2 separate regions of the Danio rerio genome follow, and region 2 is linked to region 1. Evidence: chromatin contacts called from public Micro-C data. All regions are on one chromosome and are shown on one strand. Each heading gives the region's core, a stretch centred on a gene start, on an enhancer-like site or on the middle of the called end of the contact. The rest is flanking DNA. Distances are from core to core; before and after follow the strand shown.

The links. Hi-C and Micro-C count contacts between places; a contact is called where the count stands out from the background.
Region 2: a Micro-C map of caudal fin shows a contact between it and region 1, with 4 times the contacts expected there. The contact joins the promoter of ercc2 here to the promoter of ube4a in region 1. A contact is called at or near these places in 2 of 18 Hi-C or Micro-C datasets (caudal fin and an unstated tissue).

What each region holds. Positions count from the first base shown.
Region 1 is chr15:25,904,867-25,912,293 of GRCz12tu, reverse strand. It overlaps ube4a (ubiquitination factor E4A (UFD2 homolog, yeast)), which reads left to right and starts at 2,066. Exons shown (of 20, transcript XM_009291737.5): 1 at 2,066-2,145; 2 at 2,753-2,920; 3 at 3,011-3,187; 4 at 4,642-4,754; 5 at 4,872-5,024; 6 at 6,270-6,429; 7 at 6,520-6,722. The coding sequence starts at 2,794. It overlaps phykpl (5-phosphohydroxy-L-lysine phospho-lyase), which reads right to left and starts at 2,015. Exons shown (of 12, transcript NM_001037557.2): 1 at 1,866-2,015; 2 at 1,650-1,768. The coding sequence starts at 1,924.
Region 2 is chr15:26,153,809-26,160,543 of GRCz12tu, reverse strand. ercc2 (excision repair cross-complementation group 2) reads left to right here and starts at 1,384. Exons shown (of 23, transcript NM_200926.2): 1 at 1,384-1,575; 2 at 1,711-1,810; 3 at 3,436-3,513; 4 at 3,706-3,768; 5 at 3,887-4,000; 6 at 4,091-4,207; 7 at 4,412-4,528; 8 at 4,612-4,735; 9 at 4,826-4,922; 10 at 5,019-5,152; 11 at 6,585-6,735. The coding sequence starts at 1,571. zgc:154093 reads left to right here. Exons shown (of 2, transcript NM_001077731.1): 2 at 1-229.

The DNA of each region.
Region 1 (7,427 bases), core at 817-3,316:
TTTTTCTGTAGACATATAGAGTGACCAGATGTCAGTTTTTTGAGGAGTCTAAATGTTTGTTGTCTTTTCCCCGACTGGAGATGTTTTAATTTAAAATAAATTTACCAGATAAACACAAAGATTGCACAAAAATTGCACAAAGTAACAATTTGGTTTTGGCAAAAATAATGAACAAAGTAACAGGGTTAGACAAACCACTTTTTTAGTCCTTTTATTAATCAGGGGTCGCCACATCGGAATGAACCGCCAACTTATCCAGCATATGTTTTACGCAGCGGATGCCTTTCCAGCTGCATCCTATCACTGGGAAACACCCATACACATTCACACATACACTATAGAAAATGTAGCCTTCCCAATTCACCTATAGCGCATGTCTTTGCTCTCAGAGGAAACCCACGCGAACATGGGGAGAACATGCAAACTCAACACAGAAATGCCAACTGACCCAGCTGGGGCTCAATCCAGCAACCTTCTTGCTGTGAGGCGATAGTGCTACCCACTGCACCACTGTCTATTTTGTGCGCCCTACATCTATTTTGCCTACTTGTACATTTTCTAATGATTTTTGAAAACATTTTTGATTTTTGATACATTTTACAAAATATTTAACTTTGATGAATGGATGTTTCTTTTTTTAAAATAGTAAAACTGGCAATAATACATTTAATAATGCTTTGAGGTCGATCATTTTTCTTGGGAAGTTTCACATACACAAAGTAAAACTGATGTCTGTTACTCCTTTCTTTATTTTTTTCTGTAAAGATTTATAAATATTTTATAAATCTTTGACCGCAATTACAAGCAACAAGAAGACTATAAAAATCTCTCCAATAATGAAAAAAATAATCTGTACAATCTAATAATTTAAATATATTTTAATTTTATGTATGTTCTGCATCACTTGCTAAGTTTTTTGAATGACTGTTACATACAGTTGAAGTCAGAATCATTGGCCCCTCTGTTTATTTTCCCTCCAATTTCTGTTTAAGGGAGAGAAGATTTGTTTAACACATTTCTGATTAAAATAGTTTTAATAACTCATTTCTAATAACTGATTTATTTTATCTTTGCCATGATGACAGTAAATTATATTTGACTAGATATTTTTCAAGACACTTCTATACAACTTAAATCGACATTTAAAGGCTTTACTAGGTTAATTAGTTTAATAGGCAGGTTAGGGTAATTAGGCAAATTATTGTATAATTTTATTGTTTTTGTATAACTAAATTAAAAACTGCTTTTAATATAGCTGAAATAATACAAATAATACCTTTTTTAAAGAAGAAATATTATTATCATTGTATTAACATCATTTGGGAAATATTTTAAAATAAATAAAAATTCAAAGGGGGGCTAATAATTCTGACTTCAACTGTATGTCATTTTACAATCCTGTATTCTTGTCAGTTACATGCTTTAGTAAAAAATAAACAAATTACATTTTAAAATATATTAAAATAGAAAATAGCTATTTGATAATGTAATAAAGTGACAACATTAGTCAATTTTACTGTATTTAGATGATTTACAGTATGTATTGACAAGCATTCCATGTTGAGGTTTTATTTATTAACGCTTTTGTCTAATTATAATTTATATACGTCATCAGCTGGATACATGCCATAACTGCAAAATGTCCTTACCATGTTGAACATTACTAATGCAATCTAAATACTGCGTGCCATTCTCGTCGTATAAATATTGACCCCGTGCTCGGACTATTTTCACAGGATCATGGGAGAAAAAGAGTCTGCAGGACTGTCTGAAAAGACATTGAAAAGAGCAGAACAGCATTTCAAACTGCAGCAGACCTCATAATAAAAAAGCTAACGGTAAGTTTAATATTTGATCCAACTTACGCAATCAGCTTCTTGCGCATTTGCAAAGTCTCATTTTTGTGAAAAAGTTCAACAGCCATTTTAAACGACGAGGTCTTCTGCTAAAGCCGACTGTTTTTACAGCCTGAAGACATCTGGCAAGACTTTGAACCAAAGAAAAGGGAGAGGGAGGGAGATAGAAAAAAAACATTGAAATAAACAGTAGTGTATCGTCCACTTCTGATGACGTCACACAACGCGTAGGATCTGGATCTCCTGCACAGCACCATATCCGATTTACCACATTTCAACCTAAAACAAGGTATGACGTGCCTTCATGTTGATGTATTTGATCGTATGTCTGCTATTTAAAGCGTTATTTACTTTATTTATACTTTGTTGCGGTGTTTCAGCAATATTACCAGCGCGCTGTCAGTTGCTAAGTACGCTGCTAGTTGTTTAGCTAGCATAAGACACCTGACAGCAGGGAAGGAGATCTGTCACTGCCTTTGACGGCTAGAAAGCTCGTGTTTTTAGGTTTACATTTATCACACATCTTCTCAGACCCCCTAGGCTCTGTTTGCTGGTAGTCTGACTCACTTCTGGGATGAATATGACACATATGTGTAGCAAGTTAGCATTCCTGACACTAATTTGCAGTCCCTATTGATCTGCAGTCTGGTTTCCTGTTGCTTGAATATGACTCATACATGATTTAATCAATTCTTGTTGATTACTGACTCACCAGAAGAGCAAATAAATCGTTATGGGATGTCATCTTGCTTTTTTTAAATATGATGTAGGCAAACTCTTTTGTGATGAGCTCAGTTTTTTTGTTTTGGAATTTAGGTAGATCAAATTCAGTATCATTGCTAGGCTTTGGACTTGGAGTTGTGGATCTAATTCACATCTGATTTTTCCTCCTGCAGACAGTGAAAATACTTGTTGATGGAGGACGTGCTCCAGGGAAATGACAGACCAGGGCAATAACAATCAGAACATCTCACAAAACCCTTTCGCAGCACTCTTCAGTTCAGTTGCTGACGCAAAACAGTTTGCATCTGACCAAAAGCAACAGCGTCCAACTGAGCAGCAATGTAAGTTCTTGGTAATAAAGGAGCACTCTACATTTATCCTTGAAGGATTACATCGATGTGATGGTTCTTTGTAATTGTTTATCCCTGCAGCAGTAGATTCAGGAGAGAGCCAGTCTGAGTCAGAAAACTCTGCGTCTGAAAGCATTGATGAGAATGATGACTCAGTGGCGGAGATCAGCCGATCGTTCCGCTCACGACAGGAGCTCTGTGAACAGCTCAATGTCAACCACATGATCCAGAGGATCTTCCTCATCACTCTGGACAACAGTAAGAGCAAAAACACCTCTCTGAAATGAGAACTACCTGTCCCATTGTAGGTCTGTGTTTATGTAGTAATTATAACTATAATAATAGTTTTGTTTTATTTGACAACTAATATACAGTACATTATTGTTCAGAGGATTTGCTTGGTGTTCATTTTGAAACATTTTTGTAACCCTCTGTGCAGATATTTGATTACTAATACAGTAATAATGCGAAATAATAATAATAATAATAATAATAATAATAAATCAAAATAATAATAATAGTAATATTATTAATCTGTTTTCAAATGTAATTTATTGATAAATATAATGTGATAAAATTTTGCATGATGCTTCAAAAAGCTGATTTAGCCCCTTTTGATGGATATAAGGTGCAAAGTTTCTACACATGCAACACACAGATATTGTATATACATTTTAATAGATTATAGTGCATGTGTGTGTGTGTGTGTATCAATTTTGATTTGACTTGTGTTCATTTTCGTATATCTTGATAATCAATACTGAATTGACTCCCTTTTTAAATGAATTATAAAATTGATATATAATAAAGATTAATTTAGAAATTGTTTTCCAGCTCTAATTGCATATAATATTCCCCCTTTCCTTTTAAAAGATGATACTTTTTTTTATCTGACCCTCTGAGACAGAACAGTTTTGAGAAGTACTTGTCATAACTCATCATTATTCAGAAAGAAAGAGACATTAGATAGTTTATACTAAATGACTGTTGTCTTGATGATCTCAGATTTGATGAGCATATCATGTTGACATGCCGTTTCCAGGCAGTGCTGCAGATGAGCTCATCCACTGCAGAATGGTCCATTACGTCATTTATGTTGCTCTCATTTGTATATTTATCTATGTCCTTTACATCTATCTACTGTCCATCACGCTGGTCTGTTTGCCATTCAAATCTTTGTTTCTGGGTTTGGGCTGTATTATTATTATTATTTTTAGTTTTTGGAAGGTAAGTAATGATTATATTAAAAAAAGATGCATTAAACTGGTCCAAAGTGAAAGTAAGACATTTTATAATGCTATAGATTTCTTTTTATTTAAAGTTGCTGTTTAAATCCTGTAACAATTCCATATTTTTTATTTTTCAATGTTTAGCTGCAAATGTATTTAACATATCAAGAAGAAATGGAACAAACTATTTCTGAAATCATTTTACTCTGAAGACTTGAGTGATTGCACTGACAACTTTAAATCACAGAAATACAGCAGGTTTTCAAATATCTTAAAATAGAAAACAGATATTTTATTGTAGTATTTCAAAATAATGCAGTTTGTTTTACAGTATTTTATAAAATAAATGCAACTTTAACTATAAGAGACATAAGAAAAACTTTATAGATTCTAAACTGTGGTGGTGAGTCTGTGTCTCCATAATGTAGACTAAGAAAGAATTTACTGTTATATAATGATCCATGCTGGTTGAAATCTCTCCAGGTGATCCGAGTCTAAGAAGTGGCAATGGCATCCCACCACGCTGTGTTTACCTTGAGGAAATGGCAGCTGATCTTGATGGTCAGGACTGGCTTAACATGGACACCATAGAGCAGGTACAATGTGTTAAGAGTGTTGTGCTTTTCCAGATTTGTATAATGTCAGATAAGTCTTATGCATGTGCATATAAAGAACTTTGAATAAGAACAATATTGCTCTTTCTTTCCCTCCAGGCTTTGTTCAACAGGCTGCTTTTGCAGGAGCCAGGAAACCATCTCATTTACATGACCTCCTGTAGTGTAGTGAATCTCTCGGCAGATCGAGACGCTGGAGAGAAACGTGCCATACCTTACCTTTACGCCTGCTACCAAAGAGCTAAAGAGGAGGTATTTTCTGGAGAGATTATTTCTAGATGCGCCATCATGCCATTGGACATATTGACAAAAAAAGTTGTTATCATGGGCTTTTTTGTCAGTGTATCTACTTGAAAAATTTGTTAAAGGAATACTCCGCTTTTTTAGTACTATGATATTAAGCACGGCTGTTACCTATTTTTATGTACGATGTAATATAATTGCGCCTGCTGCAGCCATGGTACAGCAGCAAAATTCCTTGATTATTTTGCCCGAATGAGATTATTGTTCCTAGTCATATTAATCGAGAAAATAGCAACTTAGTACACAATGTAACTACAGAAGAGTCAAGCTTTAAATTAGATTTTTTTTTTTTTACATTTGTTAGTGAGTTGCTAATAGTATAATCAGATTCAATGATTTATGCTAAGCTAAGCTAAAAGTGTACCCCACCAAACCAGAGATTGACTAAATGGATTCAAAAATGGTAAAACTCAGGGTCATCTCAGCCTCAGATGTCACACCAAGCTTCACCTGATCATCTGATGCATATGACACACTTTTCTGGAAACACTTTCAAATTCATTTTAACATGGGTCGCTTTTGGTGCTTCCCACCATTTTATTGCTCTTTTTTTTGTTTCAAGAACAAGGTCCAAGGTTTAGAATAAAAGTTACCTGTAAAATGTTTTTTCTGTTTAAAACAACACAGTAGTGAAAGATGACTTCACTTATGTCACATTGTATTTTTTTTCTAGTAGCTGAATGTTGATAATTTTCACCTTTTATGATGGCATAGCAGTCAAAATAGAACAAATGAGCTCAGGTTTGGGACAAATTCTGGACATTTGTCTGTAGGTGGCTACGGCCTGTTGCTGACAGATCACTAAGTATATTGATGCATCGTTGTTGTAGACTTTTAAAAACGTTTGTGAATGAATGATGCATGGTTGTTTACCGGCCTCATTTACACACTAATCTGTTAATCTGTCCGTCAAAGAGCATCGTGGGCGATCCTTGACCATTCAAATCGGTCAAAGTTCCCAGACCTTCATCCGTCAGTCTGAGGTCTGGCTACTCAAGACTTAACTCTAGGTGACTTGAAAAATTACAATATTTCCTCCAAGAAGTGGAGCATTCCTTTAATGTTTTTGTTTAAATCATAATTTTTAAAAATAGATTAAAAAATGTAACTAAAATGAAATAAAACTGGACAGTTGTGCCAAAAGAATGTTTGCTTATTTACACAAAAATATGCATATGCTTCAAAACCACACAGATCACTAAAGTCCCTGAGAAACTGTTGTCATTTGCTGTGCACTGCAAAAACCTGACCGTGTCCAATGCACGAACTGTGCTGCTGACCCCAGAGATCTACATCAGTCAGAACGTTTACGAGCAGCTTCTGGACCTGTTGCTGGAGGCTGTCAGAGGAGCCCGTAAGTGTCATATTTGAGGACATCTGATACATTTGAAGCTTCTGAAATGACTTTGTCTGGATGACTTTGTTTGCATGGTTGTCTCTGCAGAGTTTGAAGAGGTTGTGGAGTTTTTAGAGGAGGTCATTGCTAGCCTGTTGGCTGACCAAGAAGTGCGGACCTTTGGGGAGGTAATGGTGCCAGTGTTTGATATTTTCCATGGCCGGGTTAAAGACCTAGACCTCTGTCAGCTGCTGCTGTTTTCCTACCTGGAAATTCTCCTGTACTTCAGTCGACAAAAGGACATTGCTAAGGTTTGATTAAACACTTAATAAAGCCCAAAGTATACTTTGTATTTTATGCATAAAATAGGGTATATGTGACTTATATACATTGCTCATCTTAATTGAGTTCACCCCGTTTTGAAAATGAATATTTGTATCCATTTCTCAGTGAATATAGGCAATGTATTTTGGTGCATTTAAACAAAACCGATTTATTAAACAGATATATTTATTAAAATAATAGTTTAGTCACCAAATATATTTAGAAATTGAAAGATAATACAATTAAATTCAAGCAAAATAAATTGCAGCCTACAAAATTTCAACTATATTTTAAAAATTTAGCTTTTCCTGATTTTCCCTCTTATTTAAATTTAGTATTTAATATTTTTCTATATCATATAAATTGGGGTTTACTAGTTTTTGGACTATTATCGTTAGTTATTTTGTTATATAAGCTCCAGATTTAGCTTCAGTACTGACAAATCTAATGTATATGCACAAATATAATATCGTATAGCTTTTTATTTAATATTTGAAAATAAAAGATAGATTTGCGAGGGTGTACTTATATATGCTCAGCACTGTACTGTACATATTGTACCCATATAGCATAATATTGCTAATCATTATTATTTAAAGTATCAATTTACCCAAAAATTAAGATATTTAAATGAAATCTGAGAGCACTCAATTCACATTAAAAAGGACCAAAAACATTGTCGAAACACACCA
Region 2 (6,735 bases), core at 135-2,634, 250 kb before region 1:
TAGAAAGTATAGTTTTATTCTGTTGAGGTGAATATTGTCAAAGAATGACCCAAAATGGATTTATACAAATATTTTAATATGTCTAAACTGTGGTCTTTACCCGGCCTATGAGTACGAAGGAAATCACTTCATGAAGATGAATCTTTGTTAGGGTGAAATACTGTATATTTTATTGCATTGTAATATATGATTTAAAAATGTTTATGTAAATAAAATATATTATATAAAATATGCCCCTGTATTAATAATGAAAAATGTTCTCATTTCTTTGGTTCTTTCTCTTTTTTCCCCTCATATGTATTAAAAAATGTCATTTTAGAAGGGGGGCTTAGTAGTAGTGGCTCAGTGGTTAGCATTGTCGCCTCACAGCAAGAAGGTCGCTGGTTCGAAGCACAGCTGGGTCAGTTGGCATTTCTGTGTGGAATTTGCATGTTCTTCTCTTGTTCGCGTGGGTTTCCTCCACAGCAAGGTTATTATAGTTTTGGATTTTTTATTGGTTTTAGTTTTTATTTTGTTTTGACTTTTTGTTTTCAAAATCAGTTTTAATTAGTTTTTAGAGGTAGATTTACTAGTTTTTATTAGTTTCCATATTTTATAGTTGCTTAGTTTTGTTTATTTATTTATTTATTTTTGCACATTGGGATATTTGCTATGTACAAGATTCAAAATCAATAAATATTGTACAAAATACAATAAATATTGTAAAATAAAAACTCAACAATAATTTTTTGAAACATGTTTTCACAGGACACATGACCACTATCATCTACCACTACCACCTACTCATCTTCAAATTCAAATACAACAGCCCACAAGATAGCCTTAAGTAAAATCGTGTGCATGGCTGCCTCTAAGGTTAGACACACAGTAGTGATGGGAAGTTCAGATCTTTAATTCATTCCGCTTTAGCAACCTCTGATGAATAAAGGGACTAAGCTGAAGGAAAATGAATGAATGTAAGTTAAGTGTACTCTACTTGCTTTTCTCTTTTCTGTTTGTTTTTATTTTTTTCTTGTTTGTTTACAATGCACTCTAATTGTACCTGCTTTTCGTTTTTCTTAGCTTTTTTCATTCTTTTTTCTTTGTTTATTTAAAATACAGTATAATTTAGTGTAATCTGTGATAGGCTATATTTTTAATTGATCAAATTTTACTTTTCATGAAAAAAATACTGTTGTTTGTTTTAAAAAATCAGTCATATTTGTAGTGAAGAAAATTACAACCTACACAATTTTAGCGAAAGTTTAGTGCGGACTTCTTTTCTATATATATATTTTTTGATTAACCCCAATGGTGACAAATGTACTTCCGTCAAGGGATTGACATGACGTGCGTGTCATCCAATGAGCTGACAGGATAAGGCGGGCTTTGAAGCGAACAACCAATCAATTAAGCAAAATAGATTACGCACTTTCACTGCGACAGCGTTTTACGCTACCGAGATCGCTTGTGTACCTCGATAGAAGTCTTTTTGTGTAATGCGTTCATGACAGTTATATTAATGTGTGGAAACATACAAAACTGAATACGAGAAACACTTAAGTGCTGCAGAGAAACAATACCAGCAAACATGAAGTAAGTAAACGGTAAATTTTAACTGTTAACGTTAGCATTGCTGCAAATCTGCAGACTGGTAATGGCCCAAACCGCTGTTCATTTAACACAAGTTTTGTTTTTCCTCTAACGTTAATGTCTATTTGATCCTATTAGGCTGAATATCGACGGGTTATTAGTCTACTTTCCGTATGACTACATCTATCCCGAACAATACTCGTATATGCTTGAGCTGAAGAGGACGCTGGATGCAAAGGTATTTATACACAGACACTCATACATTAAACTAATGTTGTATCATGTAACAACATAGACCATTTTCAGGGATGTAAACCAAAACAATGGTCTCAATGTATTTCATGTTTTCCATTTGTAATGTCCATACTTTCTGAGATTTTAAAAAGAGCCATATATTGTAAAATAATGTCATGATAGCGGTTTTAACATTAAATTATGATTTAATTGTCTCATGTTACAGTTATGAAATAGTTTGAAACAAGCAGAAAATGTTCATGGGCCAAAGATATCACCACATTGAAGTGATCTATATTAACATTGTGGCTGGATGTTTTGACATAGGCCAAAAGATGCATCTATAGTTGATACACAACTAATTTAAAGTGTATTTTTTGTTCCTTCTTACAGCGTTATTTTTACAATTGAGGTAAAGTTGGTTTTATATTAGCACATTCGTTCAGTGACATGCTCCCTTTATTGTTTACCATGGTAATTTGAATATTCAGAGTGAAATCCTATTAAAGTATGACTTCAAAACAACATTAGCTATATGTTTTTAGGCAGTGAACAATGTTGTACTTTGATAGTCATGGTAATAAGATTTCCCTATTTAGAGTTTGCTAAAATATTTTTCTAAAAATATGATATTAGGGAAAAAGACTGAATGTGTGGGTATAAAACCAACTTTACTGTTTTAATTGAGATAAAGTTGGTTTTATACTCACACATTTGTTCAGTGACATGCTCCCTTTTTGTTTACCATGGTACTTTGAATATTTGGTCTGCAATCCTAGGTAAGTATGACTTCAAAACAACATTAGCAATCTTTTTTTGTATAGTGAAATGTGGTCTTAAGGTTTGCTGGTTTAAGAGTTGGTTCAGGTAAAAAGTGTAATTATAAATGTACTTACAGAATTTAATTACAGATGTAATTACATGCAGATATTTAATCAAGCATAAGTACAATGTAAAATCATATATTTACTCATTAAGTAAAGTGTAACGAATGATTCAATTTCAGTGTAAGTTCATGTTAGTAAAGGCCACTTAATATAAAGTGGGACCGAAAAATTTTCTGAAAATATTTTTAGAGAGAAAGACTGAATGTGTGAATATAAAACCAGCTTTACTCTAATATTTTTATTGAGGTAAAGTTGGTTTTATATTCGCATAATCGTTCCGTGACATCCTCCCTTTATTTTTTACCATGGTACTTTGAATATTTGGTCTAAAATCCTATGTAAGTATGACTTCAAAACAATCTTTTTTGTACAGTGAACAGTGTTGTACTTTAAAAGTCATTGGATGCTATTATGGTTTCCCTATAAATATGAATTTGCAAAGAATATTTTTCTGAAATGTATATTATTAGGGAGAAAGACCAAATGTGTGGATTTATAGGTTATCATGATGCTACTGCCCTAATTTAATTGCCCCTGGTGGGAATAATAAAGTTCACCACATCATTTTTAGTCTGATTATGAATGCATTTTTTGTAATCTCGCATTATCTGAGATGTTGGATGGGATGTTTATGTTAAACAGAGCCATGACTGAGTGAAAGTAAAAAGCAATAAAAAACAAAAAAAAATTGTTTGTCTTATGTATAGTTGTTTCATATTTTGTTTTTATTATGTGTGTAAAGGGTCATGGAGTTCTGGAGATGCCCTCAGGAACAGGAAAAACTATTTCTCTTCTTTCGCTCATCGTTGCTTACCAGAAGGTGACGGATTTTGATCGACGATTAAATATTTGAATACTTTATTAAATGACAGTCTGATGGCTTTAAAAATATCCCTGATTTATATATATAATTATATATATATATATATATATATATATATATATATATATATATATATATATATATATATATATATATATATATATATATATAATGTTTAATCTCTTACAGACTTACCCTTTAGAAGTCACCAAGCTCGTGTACTGCTCTCGCACGGTGCCTGAGATAGAGAAGGTATTTTGTTGACTGACTTGATATAGATGTTTATTACCTTTTATACATTTTTTTTTGCTTTCTAAATACACATGTCGTATGTTAATTTTTATTTTATGCATCTTTCATTTACCTGCAGGTTGTGGAGGAGCTAAGGAAACTGATGGATTATTACTCAAAGCAAACGGGAGTAAAAAACGACTTCCTCGCCCTTGCACTTTCCTCGAGGAAAAACCTGTGCATTCATCCTGAGGTAGAGGCCGCTGAATGGGCAGATTTGTCTGTGATTTCAGTAAAATCTGTGCTGTGATCTTATTAAAAAGTACTGAATGTGTGACTACAGGTGAGCTCTCTGCGTTTTGGAAAAGAAGTAGATGGAAAATGTCACAGTCTGACAGCATCGTATATTCGAGCGCAGCATCAGAGTAACCCAAATCAGCCTGTCTGCCAGTTTTATGAGGTGGGACACATTTCCTAAGCATATACAATCATGGCACAGTTTTTCTTACTTTTTATTTTATTTTTTTCTAGTGTAAAGTGTATTTTTTCTTTCTATTTTTGCTGTTTCTTTCTATATTTTAATGTTTTTTAAAAAGTATAATAATAATAAACACATTTAAACAAAAAAAAATAATGATAGCTTGAAATTGGTTCCTGTTTGCAGGAATTTGATAATGTAGGCAGACAGGTGCCCATTCCCCCTGGTATATATAATTTGGACGATCTGAAGGACTTTGGGCGTAGAAAAGGCTGGTGTCCTTACTTCCTGGCACGTTACGCAGTGAGTACTTTGCTAAGGTTAATATAATGTGCAATTGCTGTGCATGTAATTTATTTCACTCTCTCATATGTTCCTTTATTCAGCTTCTTCACGCAAACATAGTAGTGTACAGCTACCATTACTTACTAGATCCGAAAATCGCAGACTTGGTCTCGAAAGAGCTCGCAAAGAAATCAGTTGTCGTGTTCGATGAGGCTCACAACATTGGTGAGTAGCACATTTCAATATTTATCACTGTGATTTATACATCATGTGGACTAGATTATTGTTATTTAAGCTCATATTGTTTTCTTTTAGATAATGTGTGTATTGATTCCATGAGCGTCAACATCACCAGGAGGACACTGGATCGCTGCCAAACCAATGTGGAAACCCTTCAAAACACCATTAGCAGGTGTGACAAAAGAGTGGGAATTAATAAGCAACCTCTGCATTTCTTAATGCCTTTAATGTGTTTAATGTCCTGCATTCTGCTTGTTGTCTTTTAAAGAATTAAAGAAACAGATGCTGCCAAACTTCGAGAAGAATACAGAAGATTAGTCGAGGGTCTTAAAGAAGCTAATGTTGCCAGAGAAACTGACATTTATCTGTCCAATCCAGTTCTGCCTGATGAAATCCTGCAAGGTCAGATTTTGTTATCTAACAACTTACAAATCATATAGACTTTAAAAAAAAATAATAAATTAAGTGAAGTTTATTTATAAACTAATTTCCAGAGATCACCTGCTTATGATTGATTACAGGTGGTCCTGCATTAGCCAATTCATTCCTTTTCTTTTCGGCCTAGTCCCTTTATTAATCTGGGGTTGCCACAGCGAAATGAACCGCTAACTTATCCAGTACTTGTTTTACGCAGTGGTTGCCCTTCCAGCTGCAACCCATCTCTGGAAAACATCCATACGCACTCACTCACACTCCTACATTACGGACAATTTAGGCTACCCAATTCACCTGTACCGCATGTCTTTGGACTGTGGGGGAAACTGGAGCAACTGGAGGAAACCCATGCAAACGCAGGGAGAACATGCAAACTCCACACAGAAATGCCAACTGACCCAGCCGAGGCTCTAACCAGCGACCTTCTTGCTGTGAGGCGACAGCACTACCCACTGCTCCACTGCGTCGCCTGCGTTAGGCAATTCATGTTTTACCAATCAGAATATTCCTAAGTCTCCATAAATACCCTAAGTTCCATTTCACAGTCATCTTCGCATTGAAGAATCCCCCCTTCCTCCCTTACTCCTTCTTTCCTAGATGGGCGGCATTGTGGCCCAGTGGTTAGCATTGTTGGCCCACAGCAAGAATGTCATTGGTTCTAGTCCTTACCAAGCCAGTCAGCGTTTCTGTGCGAAGTTAACATGTTCTCTCTGTGCTCGCATGGGTTTTCCCCGGGTTCCCTGGTTTCCTCCCACAATTTTAAAACATGCACTATAGACGTGCTCCTAGTAATTAGTTATCTCTTCATAACAATTTCTAATTGCTCATTAGCTACAAATAGCAGTTAAGTTCTCGAGATTTCCCTGAGCTCAATAAGATCCTTGAATCATGGGCTCCCTCCCATTTGCAGGGTGAGAGAGGAGTTTGAGCTTAGGGAAATCTTGTGAACTTCCCTACTGTTTGTAGCTAATGAGCAATTAGGGATAGCATGCCAAAAAAGCTTTATAATCAATCTTCTGCTAAGTGTGAACTCTTGAAGTGTCATCTGCACACAATTTTTATATTTCTCTTCATTCCCTTAAGATTTTTAGGCATTTTTATAATAAAGTGACAAAGTCACTTTTTACTTGACATCTGATGTTTTAAGTCATGATTTTGAGCAATAAATATATAATATCTGTTCTAACATATGAAACAGAGACTTTTTTGTAAAGAAGTCAGTATATTCCTTTAAATACCATTTGTTGTGAAAATATGATCTATAAAGACATTCATACATGTAGCTTAAGTGTATAAGTATGTTTGGAAGAGGTACTTTTTAAGCTGTTTCCTCCTTTAAAATGTGTGTGTAGAATATTTAATAAAATCTAAATCATAGCACGTGTGACTTTCACTACAGAGGCTGTTCCTGGCAGCATCCGCACTGCAGAGCACTTTGTAGGCTTTATGAAGCGCTTCCTCGAGTATCTGAAGGCCCGTTTGCGGATCCATCATGTGGTGCAGGAAAGTGCTCCTCAGTTCCTCAAAGACATCTTTGAGAAGGTCTGCAT